Linked DNA regions of Pan troglodytes: region 2 is linked to region 1. A link is a contact called in public Hi-C data. All regions are on one chromosome and are shown on one strand. Each heading gives the region's core, a stretch centred on a gene start, on an enhancer-like site or on the middle of the called end of the contact. The rest is flanking DNA. Distances are from core to core; before and after follow the strand shown. Region 1 overlaps LOC104001414 (a long non-coding RNA gene). Region 2 overlaps CCND2 (cyclin D2).

Region 1 (6,456 bases), core at 2,638-5,137:
GGGTGGGCAGCTTTGCAAAATATTGAGAAGCACACATTTCTCAGTTATACAAGGCTCATTTCCCACATGGGTGACCTGAAGGAGCAGGTGATGCATCCCCGCTGCACCACAGCCTGAGGCAGCCACATGGGTGGGGGTGTGTGTGTGCACGCGTGGGTGTGTGTTTGTACCAGGAAACTGAAAGTGAAACAGGCCAGTGACATTTCCAGGGCTCACATGGAACAATATGCAGGAGGGGGGCAAGATTGGCCCAGGGCCTGCAAGCAGTGATGGACAGGACTGAAATGAAATGGGGCCTCACGCTGGCCACACCCTCCCCACCAGCTTTGCCCAGAGTCCACACTGCAGGCTTTGCCCACAGAGTCCATACTGTAGGCTCTGAACCTCCACTGTGGAACCACATGGGGAGCCACAGGGACCAAGAGCAATCCCTCCCCTGGAGCCAGTCCCATGGAAAAGCCAGGACATGCTCCAAAAGATGGCCCAAGGCGGTAAGGACAGAGATGGTGGGTTGAGTCACAGGAAGGGAGAGAAGGCAGGAAGATACAGACATATGTAGGAGACCTACAGTTCAGTGGATCCGCATCCACGTCCACTCTGCCAGTATTCCAGAATGAAGGAGAGCAAGCACAGCAAGCACAGACCAGGCCAAGCGTTGGTAGACTTGGAACAAGCTGGAGTTTACAATGTGGTATGCACATTTTACTGGGAGAAAATGTGTCAGGGATGAGAAAACTGAGCTTTGAAGACAGTTCAGTATGGATGAATTCTCTTCAATCTGATGACTTGCTCTTCCCCACTATCATCACTATAATCCAGTTTTCCACCACCTCTGATCTCTGAACTTGTCTTCTCACTTCCACTCTTCCTCACCCTCTCCCCACCTCACTTAATTCATGCCCCATGCCTCAGCTAATGATATTTCTAGAGTAAAAACTAGAACTTGAAATCCTCATCTTAAAACCTTCCAGTGGTTTCCCATTGCTCTTTGGAACTATACCAAAGTCCTCATGTTCTCCGGAGCTCTGCATGATTGGTTTGCCTCCTCTTTTCCTTTCCTCCTGTCTCTCTCCGGCGTGGGTGGCTTTCTCTGGTTCCTTGAATGCAGGATCCCTCCTGCCACAAGGCTTTAGCACACGAATGCACTCACCCATCACTCAGTTCAGTGCATGATTATGTGTGAATGTGTGATTGCTAGATTGGTGGTTGTTTAATTGGGTGGACTGATGGTTACACCAGCCTTTTCCTTATTGGAGAGTAAGATTTTTGAGGACAGCAACCACAAGTTTTGTTCCCATTATAGTCCCAGTACTGGAAAGGTGCCTAGTGCACAGCAGATGACCAGTAAATATTTGCTGAATAAGTGAGGGAATTCTTCACTTCATACATTCTTCACTGCTAGAAAGCATTCAGACCAGATGAGGAGCATAAGGCTTGGAAGGACAGTGACTTGCTAGAGGGGCAAGAGGGAATGGGAGGGAATACCTAGGACCCGTAGGGGTGAGGGCAGGCCAGCTTCTGAATCACAGCTGAGGGGATAATACCTAGAAAAGTTTCTTGCCATGCGTAAAGCTTCCCTGCCTTAGCATCTTCCTTTAGAGATAACTATGACTGGCACCCAGATCACATTGGTAATTCAAAGAAACAGCAGTATAAATTTTATTTATTTATTTATTTATTTAGAGGGAGTTTTGCTCTTGTTGCCCAGGCTGGAGTGCAGTGGCATGATCTTGGCTCACCGCAGCCTCTGCCTAACAGGTTCAAGCGATTCTCCTGCCTCAACCTCCTGAGTAGCTGAGATTACAGGAATGCGCCACCACGCCTGGCTAATTTTGTATTTTTAGTAGAGACGGTGTTTCTTCATGTTGGTCAGGCTGGTCTCAAACTCCCGACCTCAGGTGATCTGCCCGTCTCGGCCTCCCAAAGTGCTGGGATTACAGGCCTAAGCCACTGTGCCCCACCTAACAGCAGTATACATTTTAAAAGAAATTTATTTTTTGACCAAGTTTTGGGATGCATTTTTTAGTCCAATAAAAAATACAGGCAGCTGGGCATGGTGGCTCACACCTGTAATCCCAGCACTGTGGGAGGCTGAGGCGGGGGGATCACTTGAGCCTAGGAGTTCGAGATCAGCCTGGGCAATATGGCGAAACCTTGTGTCTAGAAAAAAATACAAAAATTAGCCAAGTGTGGTGGGGTGCACCTGTAGTCCCAGCTACTCGGGAGGCTGAGGTGGGAGGATCACTTGAGTCCAGGGAGCTCAAGGCTGCAGTGAGCCATGATTGTGACCACCACTCCAGCCTGGGCAACAGTGAGACCCTGTCTCAAAAAAAAAAAAAAAAAAAAGGATGTGTGCATATACACATATTTACACACATATGGTAGGTATACATCTATATATACATGTATCTGGTAGGCTAAGCCTACCACATATCAGAACAGACACCAAAATAAACAAAATATCAGAAAAGATGAGCAAAATTTTTAACTAAATGGACACTTTGGATACTGCTCCATGGTAGAAAAGGCTGTACTGTGTAGCTAGTGTTCTGTAGATTCTGGAAAGGAAATCTCTTGTTTACGATTGTGCTGCTTAGCTTATAATAGATACACCATAAATATTTGTTGAATGAATAAAGGAATGGAACTTTCATTGGTATGGAAAGAGTCCTGAAGGGCAGGGGCAAAACCACAGCATCTAAAGTGCGAAAGCCATCTGTTCTAGCAATTTATTTGCTATTTCTTGGAAAGCCTATTATTTTATAATCCAATTTCCTGACAGAAGTAGAAGCCCATAGGTTCTAACACCTTTGGCTATTTGAACCTAGGTAAGTTATCTAACCTGTCTCAACTTCCACCGCCTTATCTGTTAAATAGGTATGATAATTCTTTACTTACCTGGGGATAATTTAACTGTTCTGATGGGGTACAAAATAGAAGTGGCCTCTGTCTTTTCTAGTGGAAGAGATAGTAAGCAAATAAAATTAGAAAATTACAGCTTTGAATATAGGCATGATGGAAAACCGCAGGGTGTCACGTGGGAGTAGCAGTGGGACCTCATTCAGATTGGGGCACAGGGAAGGCTTCACTAGTAAAGTGCCATTTATGCGGAGACCTGAAGGGTGAGTTAGGAATTGGCCAAGAGATAGTGAAGGAAACAGCATGCGCAAAGGCCTGAGGCAGGAAAAAGCTGGGGGAGAGAGGCAGTAATTTCAAGCAGCCCAGAAAGACCGCTGGGATAAAGCTGGATGGAGAGGGACAGAGACACTCAGAGGTTCTAAGGTGGGGGAATGACATGATGCCCTTTACATGTTGAGAAAAGCACTTGGGCCGCTGCGTGGAAAATTGTTTGGGGCTGAAGTATAAGAACTGGATCTCGGTTCTTACAAGAACCTGAATCTTAGCGCCAAGGAGTCTAATGATCCTGCTCAAACCTCTCATTTGAAACACGAGAAAAAAACCCAAAACACAAGAACTACAGTTGTGAGAAGCCTTGGCCAGGATCGCACGTTAATCTGGTTGTAATGTAGCTGCGAACTAGGGTCTTTGACTGCTCTTCCGCGATTTATGAGCCCGTGCCCCCCTCCCCCCGCTGCCTTCTGCAATGGTGGGGTGGCCAGGAGATGACTGCCGGGCGTCGGAGTTTTGAGGCAGGCGAGGGTGGCTCGCAGGCCAGGCTCCTGCGGTCCGGGGAAGATGCGCAGCAATGCGCCTCCAAGCCGGGCCTAGGCCGAGCGCCTCTCGCCGCCGCGCACATTCCGGAGAGGGACCGCGGGGCTCAAAGGGCCTGCGGCGTAGGTGGCTCATCCCTTTCCTTGGCTTTCCCTCCAGGGCCATACTGGCCGAAACCCACTGCCTGAGCCTCCCGCCCGCGCGCCGCGCCCCCGCCCAGGGCCGGGAAACGAGCAGGGACAACTCCCCGCCCGCGCCTCCCCGCGCCCGGCGGCCCGGCTAGCAACCCAGAGGCGCGGCGCTGCGATTGGCTGCGCGGGGGAGAAGCGGCGCTGCGCTGCTCCAATCGCCGGCCGCGCCTGGAGGCCGCGCCGCCAGGAGGCCGCGGACGCGTGCTCGCATGCCTGTGGTATTTGCTCAGAGGGGCATGACCACTTCGGGCAAGTCTTTAAATGTGAGTCAGCTTTCGGCCGATCCCTGGGAAAAATTCCTTCGGTGTTGTCAGGCAGGGTTCGCTAGCTGCAGCTTTTTTTTTTTTTTTTTTTAAACAATTCAAAAGGAATAATCCCGCTGAATGGGGAAAGGCATTCGGACCCCGTCTCCCCGGAGGAGAGGCCGTGGGCAGTGCCGGGGGCCAGGCCTCCCCGACTCCGGGCGGCCCCGAGGGGCTGGTTTTCTGGAGGGTCAGGGCACCTGCCCTTTCTTCCCTGCGCCCTCTCCCCAACTTCAGCAGGGCACAAAGGGCCGGGGGGCACGTAGACCGCGGGGCGAGCAGTGCCCCCTGGAGTTGTGCGCCACATCTACCCGTCGTGGGGAATGCCCGGTCCCGGCCTCCCTTTCTCCCCTCTCTCCGCGCTTCTGCTCCTGGACCCGGCCTGGGGAAGCCGAGCGGTCCTATGTCATCTCTCCACCTCCCTAAGCTTCAGTTTCCTCATGGGCGAAGGGAAAGGCGGACAGTAGAGGAAGTGAGCTGGCCTGGGAGTGTGGAAACTTGGTGTGTTCTCCCAGCTTAGTCTTACTAACGTGCTTGGGCAAGCCCCTTCTGCACTCCCGGCCTCAGTTTCCCCATCTGTAAGATGAGAGAGCCGGTCTGGAAGAGTCCATGAGTGTAGTGACATCAGGCGATCGCGGTACCCCTTCCTGGGGCCTGTGGGCGCGGGGTGGATAAAGCCCTGTGACTTGCCCGCCTGCTCGCGCAACTCCATGCTGCTCCCCCAGGCCACCCAGCTTCCCCTCCCAACGTCATCTTAGAGACGCTCAGTAGGCAGGATTGGGAGCATCAAGGGGAAAGAAGACCAAAAAAGGCCGAGGGCTGAGGGAAGTGAGTTGGGACTGGAGGGATTTATGTGCAATTTGATTTTAAACGAACATCTTGTGCAGAAGAAGAGGCAATTTGGCACCTGTTACTGGTGGGTTAATAGCTTAGGCACTCTTGGTAATGGGGATACAATACTGTGAAGACCAGATTAGCCGACTGTGGCAGCAAATTATGAGTTGACCGGAGGCTGGGTGCGGTGACTCATTCCTGTAATCCCAGCACTTTGGGAGGCCGAGGTGGGTGGATCACCTGAGGTCAGGAGTTCGAGACCAGCTTGGCCAACATGGTGAAACCCCGTCTCTATTAAAAATACGAAACATTAGCCGGGCGTGGTGGCAACTGCCTGTAATCCCAGCTACTCGGAAGGCTGAGGCAGGAGAATCGTTTGAACCTGGGAGGCGGAGGTTGCAGTGAGCCGAGGTTGCACCATTGCACTCCAACATGGGCAACAAGAGTGAGACTCCGTCTAAAAAAAAAAAAAAAAAAAAAAGAGTTGACCAGAGAGATGCCAGAGAATCTCTGCGCTTGGGAATCTTTGAAAGATAAGGCAGGCACCACCCTCCCTCCTTTGAAGGGCTTTGAAATCCAGGCAGAGTGAAACTCTTAGAGCGCTCTGAATCAAGAGACCACTGGAGCACTGGCTACTTCTGTGTGTGAGAAGTGTGGTTTGGTAAAAAAGAGCATTGCACTGTGCTGCTAACACAGGGGTGTGACCTTGGGCAAGTCACTTGCCTATTCTCAGTCTCCTTTTCATCTGCAGCAGGATGAGGGATTGAGCTAATTGACCTCTTAAAGTCCCTTACAACTCTGACACTCCACGATGAAATGGAATAATGTGTGAGTAATTGCTTTGAAAACTGCATAGCACTAGGGGTCTTTTTGTTGTTATTTTTATATAGATAAAGGTGACCTGAGAGTTCATTAAACTCTGAAACTGGTTGTAAATCAGGCCATCCACAGCCTACCAGCTGAGATTGCAACAGGGCATTTTTTGGCGACAGGGTTTCTCTGGCCTGTGAATCAGTATTATTTATTCTGTTTGTACTGTCAGTTCCTGCCCTGGTTTTGTAGCCTGAGGCAGCCACTCTTCGCACTCTGCCTTGGTTTCTCCACCTCACTTGCCTTCTCCAACTTCTTGTGATTCAGATGAATCATGCTATGCCTTTGCCAAGCTTGGATCTCCTGGAAACAGGACTGCAAATTTGGAGGAAGAAAAACGAGAACCAGATTGGTTTGCCACAACTAACTTTGACCATTCTCCTTTTTCCTTCTCTGTGATCTTCCAGTTGTATGGGGGGCTCTGGGATGTATGCAGATGGGGAGGGGGAATAGGCTGAAGATTGAGAAAGAAAAAGGCAGGTGCCAATCATAAAGGAAAGGATTTAAAAATGTATTCCTACCAATTCAGAAATAGGGAAAGACATCTAAACCATCAGGAGGGTCAGATGATCATTATGCACTATACA
Region 2 (6,456 bases), core at 2,783-5,282, 260 kb after region 1:
GCCTTCTGCACCAGCATATCGCTTGTTGGCATTTTTGATCAAGAGACTTAACGGACTGCTGAGAAATTTGTACCTGGTTTTTATTTGTTAAAATAATATTGCGTACAAATTTTACAAACTCATCTGTGTTTCTCCCACCTAACAGAACAGCTTTTATTTTCCGTGCATCCTTCCAGTTCATCCATAGGCATGTATGTATGTATTTACCCATGGTTGTAATCTTCATCGTCGCATGCATGCATGCAATTTGGTTTTCTGCTTCCTTCTTCTGAGTGGATATTGTGACCATTTCTCCATCCTGTCATAGCGACAAAGCTGATGGTTTCCAGGAATGGCTGCATTGGGTAGGTGGAGCTTTCCACAGTTGAGGGTGGGGGTTGGCTAATTACAGCTAGGAAGCTAGCGCACAGGTGAAATGATGTTTGATTTTTTTGTTTTTCTCTCTGTTCAGTATCCCCTACCAGTAGAGAGGGGGATGTCCTTGAGAGTGGTCCTGGGGCAGCCCTGGTGCCACGGGGAGGTAGCGCTGCTCTGTGGAGAGGGCTGCTTTGTGAATTTGCCGGCTGGTAGACGCCGTGATCCATTCTATTGTCTCCTCATTGTTCTTCTCCTTGGGAGTCATTCCCCTTCCAGATCCTCAAGTAAGAGCAAAGTAGACCTGTAAGGCACCTGGGAGGTTATCCTGCTTACTATCTTTAAACTCTTGACCTAAGCCATGTAGGAAGAAACACATTTTATAACACAACTCAGGATACTTGTACAAGTATATCAAACTGATACAAAAGTTTCTCCGAACAATATTTACTCTTAATGACATACAGTGAGCCTGATACTTTCTATCCTACTCTATTTGGTTAAAGGAGAACAACAACAGAAAGTGCTGGTCATGACCCACAAATGCATTTCATGACCCATGAATGAGTTGCAGCTAGAAGTTAGAAAAACACTTATCTCACCCAACCCGTTATTAGACAAATGGGAAACCAAGCCCTTGGAAAGAGGAAGTGACTTGCCCACAGTCCCACGTCTGGACCTAGCTGGAGGGCTGATGTTGCCTCAGTATTTGACTAACCTGGAGGAGAGGTGGGGCACGCTCAGGGATACCGAGGAAGATGCTCGTCTCCTGTGTAGCGGGCAACAGAGGGCAGCACGGCCGCCGTCCTCGTCTCCAGCGGCTCCTCTCCTCTGGCTGTGGGAACACACTGCTCCTTTGGTGCCACTCTGAGCTGCTGAGAGGCAGTCAAGTTCATGCACCTAGTGCTCCCCAATTCTGTGGGATTGGACAGTGTCCCCAAGAGGACTCCCCTGAAAATCTTCTTAGTAAAACAAAAAGGGAGGTAGAGTCTCCCTGTGCAACCGGTGCACCTGTTCCCCCTATGCCTGCTGGCTTCCAGAAGTTCATTCGTATGCCAATAATAAGAGTTGGTTTTGCTAGCAGTGGGACAGCAGAGATGGGCATGTGTGAGGTGTGCTTCCCGGTCTGAGGCCTATGGCAGAGGGAAGGGAGGGCCGGGGATACTTGCCTGCCTCTTCCCTGGCAGATGCTCCCACCCAGGCCTTTGTGGGCCCAGGGCCATGGGCCGGCTGCCCCGCTTGTGTTATGAATGTCACAGGGGGGAGCTAACGAGGTTATTGGGCAGAGAAACACTCTCCTGTGACCCATGTGGAAGAGACCTACAGCAGAGCAAGAGGCAGGGAGGCTGGCTTTGTCACACTGTTCGTGGTGACAGGGAAGGCATAGGAGGGGCAGGTGGACAGCAGGCATGGGCGCAGCACCGTTATATACGTCCCTCAAGAGGTGGAGATGGTGAGAGGGCAATGGAGAAAAAGCCAAGGAGACAGGCAGATGGCCAGGTTTGCTCTGCGTTCATGATGGGAGGGGAGGGCTGTGCTTGGCTCAGGGATCCACGGTGTCTAACAATGCTGCTAACTTGATGCTGGGGCAATGGGCTGACCATTAAAATGCTGCTGCAGAAAGTGTGTTTGTAATAGAGCGTGTACAGGAAGAAGGGGAAATAGGAGAGGGGCTGGTTTTTGTAGGTTTAACCTGATTGTTTTTGCTGTAAGTTGAAGGGAGACCCACGTTTCCCTGTATGCTGTGTCTCCTGCCCCCACGTGCCCCTTCCATGTCTACACACAGTAAGCTCACTAGAGCAATGCTAAAACTAGAAAGAGTACGCTTTGGAAGACTTGCTGCACTCCAGGACCGTCACTAGGGTGATGGCTGCAACTATACCCACCCTAATGTCTGTCAACACGAGCAGGGGCAACTTAAACTCTCAAAAGTCTCAGGGTTCTCACCCATACCATTAGGGTGACGCTCGTGTGCATCTTCTGTGGCTGATGGGTAAATTAAACAGGACGTAATGTGTAGCGTACTGCATATGGTGGTCATTGGTAGCTGTCAGCAGCTGTAACAGGAGAAGTTGGCTGTCTTTATTTCCCCTCGATGGACCAAGCAGCTGCTGGATCATGGCCACCCAGCCCCTCTGAAGGAGTGCTCGGAGGAACACAAGGGGGCTGATCTTCCAAGAGGAGCCCTCTAGCATGGCAGTGGACGGGGTTCAAGCCCCTCTGATTTATTATCCTCATTCTGCACTTCCCTGTAGCAAGTCACATTTTTTTCTCTTAGCAATAAAATGGGGCCTTCAGTCTCATGAGTCATAACATCGAAACCGAGTCACCCATCTGATTCGGATGCAATGATTAATCTTCGGTGCTTAGTTAGAGCCCTATGTTAGGGTTAGAATCCTCTGCCCTAATGTTCTGAAGGTTCTTGCTGTTGGGCCAGAGGTTGGGAACTGGGTGGAACTCAGCCCCCACTCGCCCACTCCCTGCATTGCTGCTTCTCTCATTTCCTTTTTTAAATCAAATCTTTTTTTTTTTTTTTTTTTGGGTGGGGGTCATATTAATCCTCGATGCCTGTCCAGAGACTATGACAAGATCCCATCTGAATTAGCATAACGTATGCATAGATTTTGCCCGTTTCTCCCACCTCCTTGTACTTTCCCTCCTTCTCACATCTGGAGCCCCTGGTCTGTCCTGCTTGCATGGCCCATGGGGTACCTTGTCTGCACTGGTCTCAGGCATTCTCTGCTCTGTTCCCACCATCACCTCTAGAGGAGACCATGATTCGCTCACCTTGCTCCCCCCACCAGGGTCAAGAATGTTAACTCGGACATGCTTAATATGACTGGGATTTGGGGATTGGGGACCTTGAATCCTCTGTGCATTCATTGTGTGCGCTTAGATAAGCTGTCTTCCTTCCCTGCCTCAGTCTCCTTCGTTTAAATCTGGAACAGCCATGGTGATGGCAAATAAACACAGGCTCCTTGTGAAAGAACTCGAGGGAGGACATGCCTGTAGGGCACGGGGTCACTCGCGCCGCTGACCTGCTGCCGTCCTGTTTCTGAGTCTCTGCAGTCTCGGGAGCTCCAGGATCCAAATTCGTTCTGTGCCCTGACCTTCTGCCTCTCATTCCTTGCAGACTTTAAGTTTGCCATGTACCCACCGTCGATGATCGCAACTGGAAGTGTGGGAGCAGCCATCTGTGGGCTCCAGCAGGATGAGGAAGTGAGCTCGCTCACTTGTGATGCCCTGACTGAGCTGCTGGCTAAGATCACCAACACAGACGTGGTAGGTGGCCACCACCTTCTTGGCTAAGTCCAGATGTCTCTTCTCAGCTCAGGGAAGGAGACGACGGATTTGATTATGTTGTGTCAGAGGTATTTTTCTGGTTTGTTTCCTAAGATCGACATCCAAGGGAGTGCAGAGTTCAGCAGGTGACACCCCCTCTTAAGGTTCTGAAAAGCTGTGCACGGGAAAATACGAAAGAAAACTCAGCAAGCAGATGAAGGGGGTGGGGGTGGGAGGGCTGTTTACCGATGTTCCTTTATGGCGTGGGCTTCTCAGTGGGTCTGAATTGTTGCTTCATTGCCATATTTGTACACGCTGCCGGGCTGCCTCTGCCCGGCAGCGAAGAGCTGCCGTGTCTGCTTTCACACGCTGAGGCTGTAAGGCGCACAGAGGAGAAAGGAGAGCCAGGACTCAGCTGCAGTGGATGGAGCAGACACACAAGAGGTGCCCCACTGTGAGAACGGTGTCCGTCCCTGGCAAACCTCTCGACCCCTCCCCGCTCTCTCTTCCCTTTTGTTCAATGCAGTAATGGATTACAAAGTGCTTTCAAAAGACAAAGTGCCATACAAACTCAAGAAACTATTATTAGCTACGGAGCTTCCCCATTCTGTGTGCCCTGTGGACGGCCCAGAGGCTGTTAACTTCCTGTTGCCAGAATTTGGAGCTCCTGAGAAGAAAGGTTTTGAGAGAGACCAGGGTCAAGTGAGCCTCTGAATTCAATCAGTAGGAAGCTGCAGTCCTAGCCCGTCCGAGCCAGGATGGTGCTAAGAGGTCAGAGAGGCCATTCCTTCATTTTCCACGGGCAGGACAGGGACCGAAGTAACCAGCCAGGAGCGGGGTGGGCAGTGGCTGAGCTGGGGCTAGAACCCCCAGGCTCCGACTGCCCCCTGGAAACTTTCCACTCCACCCTTGTTGCCGCTCCTGGGATCTTTTGGTTTGAAAAAAAACCCTGGGGTTTAAAGTCAACCCGAGAGAGGGGTGTTGGCCCTGAGCCCTCATGCATCACCATGGAGAGGCTGAAGAATGCTGGGCACTTCACGATGACACCCTCTGGATGGTCCAGGGGGATTCAGATGCCCTCTGCGGGCTTTTATTGAGTTAAGGGATCATGTGATTTATAGGCCTATGGCTGAGGCCTGCACAAGGGATACTGAACAGATTAAACTACAGAGAGCCCACGGCTGCGGCTCGCTGGCCTCCTCTCCCGCTCACCTGGATTTTTCCTGGCATTTGTTCCCAGCTCAGAGAAATGGCGCAGGGAGATGCTGACAGAGCAAATCCGGGGTCCTCCTCTGAGATAGTTCGTAGATATGGTTTTAAAATGCGGGCTCCAAACATACGCTTTTTAAACGAGGACTCCAGAACACAGACTGAAAAGCTCCCTCCAGTGCAGCATGAAGAATGCTTTTCTAATCCTCCAGAGAAAAATCGTGGACGGGACTTAACGTTTATAGAAATGGTACGCTTTCCTCCTTTTCTGAATGTCTCCAATTAAGGCTGACTTACAAATAGGACTCTCAGCCAGTTTAAGACAAGCCCTTCCTCAATGCCTGGAGACAAAAATGTCAGTGACAGGAGTTTGAGCGGCCACCCCCCTCCTCCTGCCTCCAGGCATTGTAACCTTTTCCCCCGATGTTGATAGACCTGCTCTGATGGGCTGACCACCCTACCGGCTCCAGCCTTTTCCCACCTCCCTTTGTCCCCCCTTACTGATCTCACGTGGACAGTGGTGTAAATTTCCCTCCTGGGAGTTGCTGCTAAGTCTCTTGGCTTTTCAAGACCGCAGACAAGTCAGTCTGTCATCTCATCTGGAGAAACTGTTTGCCTTTTTCTGATACTACGTAGCCAGTCCATTTAAGTCAGCTGGCCAACTCTGTTAAACGGATATGAAGTGGACACGAAGCTGGTTTAGGGGTGTCCTCCTATAAATCCTAACTGTTGGTCAAGTTGGTATCTCATTTCTATAATGGGCACACACCGTGTTTCTTAACTGGGGCTGCCTGTGTATGCCTCATTCACACCAGTGGGCCTGGGTTGAACATGTTCATATTTAAAAACCAAGAGTGAACGCAGTGAAATGTAAAGTTCATAACACTTTTTCAAATACAAATCTGAGACCTCAGGAAGTTCCAGGCTTACCTCTGGCACCCCAGAGGCTGGTTCGCTCTCCCTGAAAATGTTTTTAGTGGAAAGGTTCAAGCAGCTCTGGGCTAGGCTGTGTGTGTGTGTGTGTGTGTGTGTTTATGCACCTTTCCAAGTGCTAAACCTCCTCCCATCCATCAGCCTGTGTTCTCTGAAAAGCTGACGCTCAGAGGGGAGAAAAATAAAAGGACTAGAATTTAGAACACATTAGTGTTTGGAGGGAGGTGAGTTGTGCTTCCTGAGCTCTGTTTACCATTTCACGAGTCAAGAAGTGGTGTATTTCCTTCATTCGTTTCTGGAAGTCTTTACTGAAGGCCCAGTTGTTGCTAGAAGTTGGGGTGGATGGTGGCATCTGGGAAATAGAGGATGAGATTCCTGCCTTCAAGGAACTTAGCAGTTGTATGATGAAGCAAGAGTAAAGCGTGCAAAACCCTAGCAAATTAAGAACGTAAACAAAGGTGTGCTAAATAATGTGTTAAGAACCCTAAATGCAGTAGGAAATCAACCCAAAAGAAGGAGCTCATCAAGCCTAACGTAGAATGCCGGCCTCCCAGCAGAGAAAACTTGGTGATAGAAACTGTTCTTAGAGTAGAGAAACAAAATGTATGGGCACGCAATGGAATATTATTCAACCTTAAAAAGAAATGCAATTCCGATCCATGTTATAACATGGGCGAA

What was found. A called contact is a pair of places that touch in the nucleus more often than the background predicts.
Region 2: a Hi-C map of stem cell-derived neural progenitor cells shows a contact between it and region 1, with 1.9 times the contacts expected there. The contact joins two enhancer-like sites. A contact is called at or near these places in 1 of 7 Hi-C or Micro-C datasets (stem cell-derived neural progenitor cells) and 1 of 1 datasets of contacts at active chromatin or transcription factors (stem cell-derived excitatory neurons).

What each region holds. Positions count from the first base shown.
Region 1 is chr10:11,195,799-11,202,254 of NHGRI_mPanTro3-v2.0_pri, forward strand. The region is part of intron 2 of LOC104001414 (a long non-coding RNA gene); the gene reads left to right. Among named protein-coding and RNA genes, the nearest start is that of PARP11, 150 kb to the left of the region's middle. Within about 2 kb of position 3,888, at least 12 of the 24 cell types and tissues checked have an H3K27ac peak or open chromatin away from gene starts, as enhancers often do. A contact at or near this core is called in stem cell-derived neural progenitor cells, where this site is marked.
Region 2 is chr10:11,453,174-11,459,629 of NHGRI_mPanTro3-v2.0_pri, forward strand. CCND2 (cyclin D2) reads left to right here. Exons shown (of 5, transcript XM_001156857.7): 4 at 3,488-3,636. Among named protein-coding and RNA genes, the nearest start is that of CCND2, 16 kb to the left of the region's middle. Within about 2 kb of position 4,033, at least 6 of the 24 cell types and tissues checked have an H3K27ac peak or open chromatin away from gene starts, as enhancers often do. A contact at or near this core is called in stem cell-derived neural progenitor cells, where this site is marked.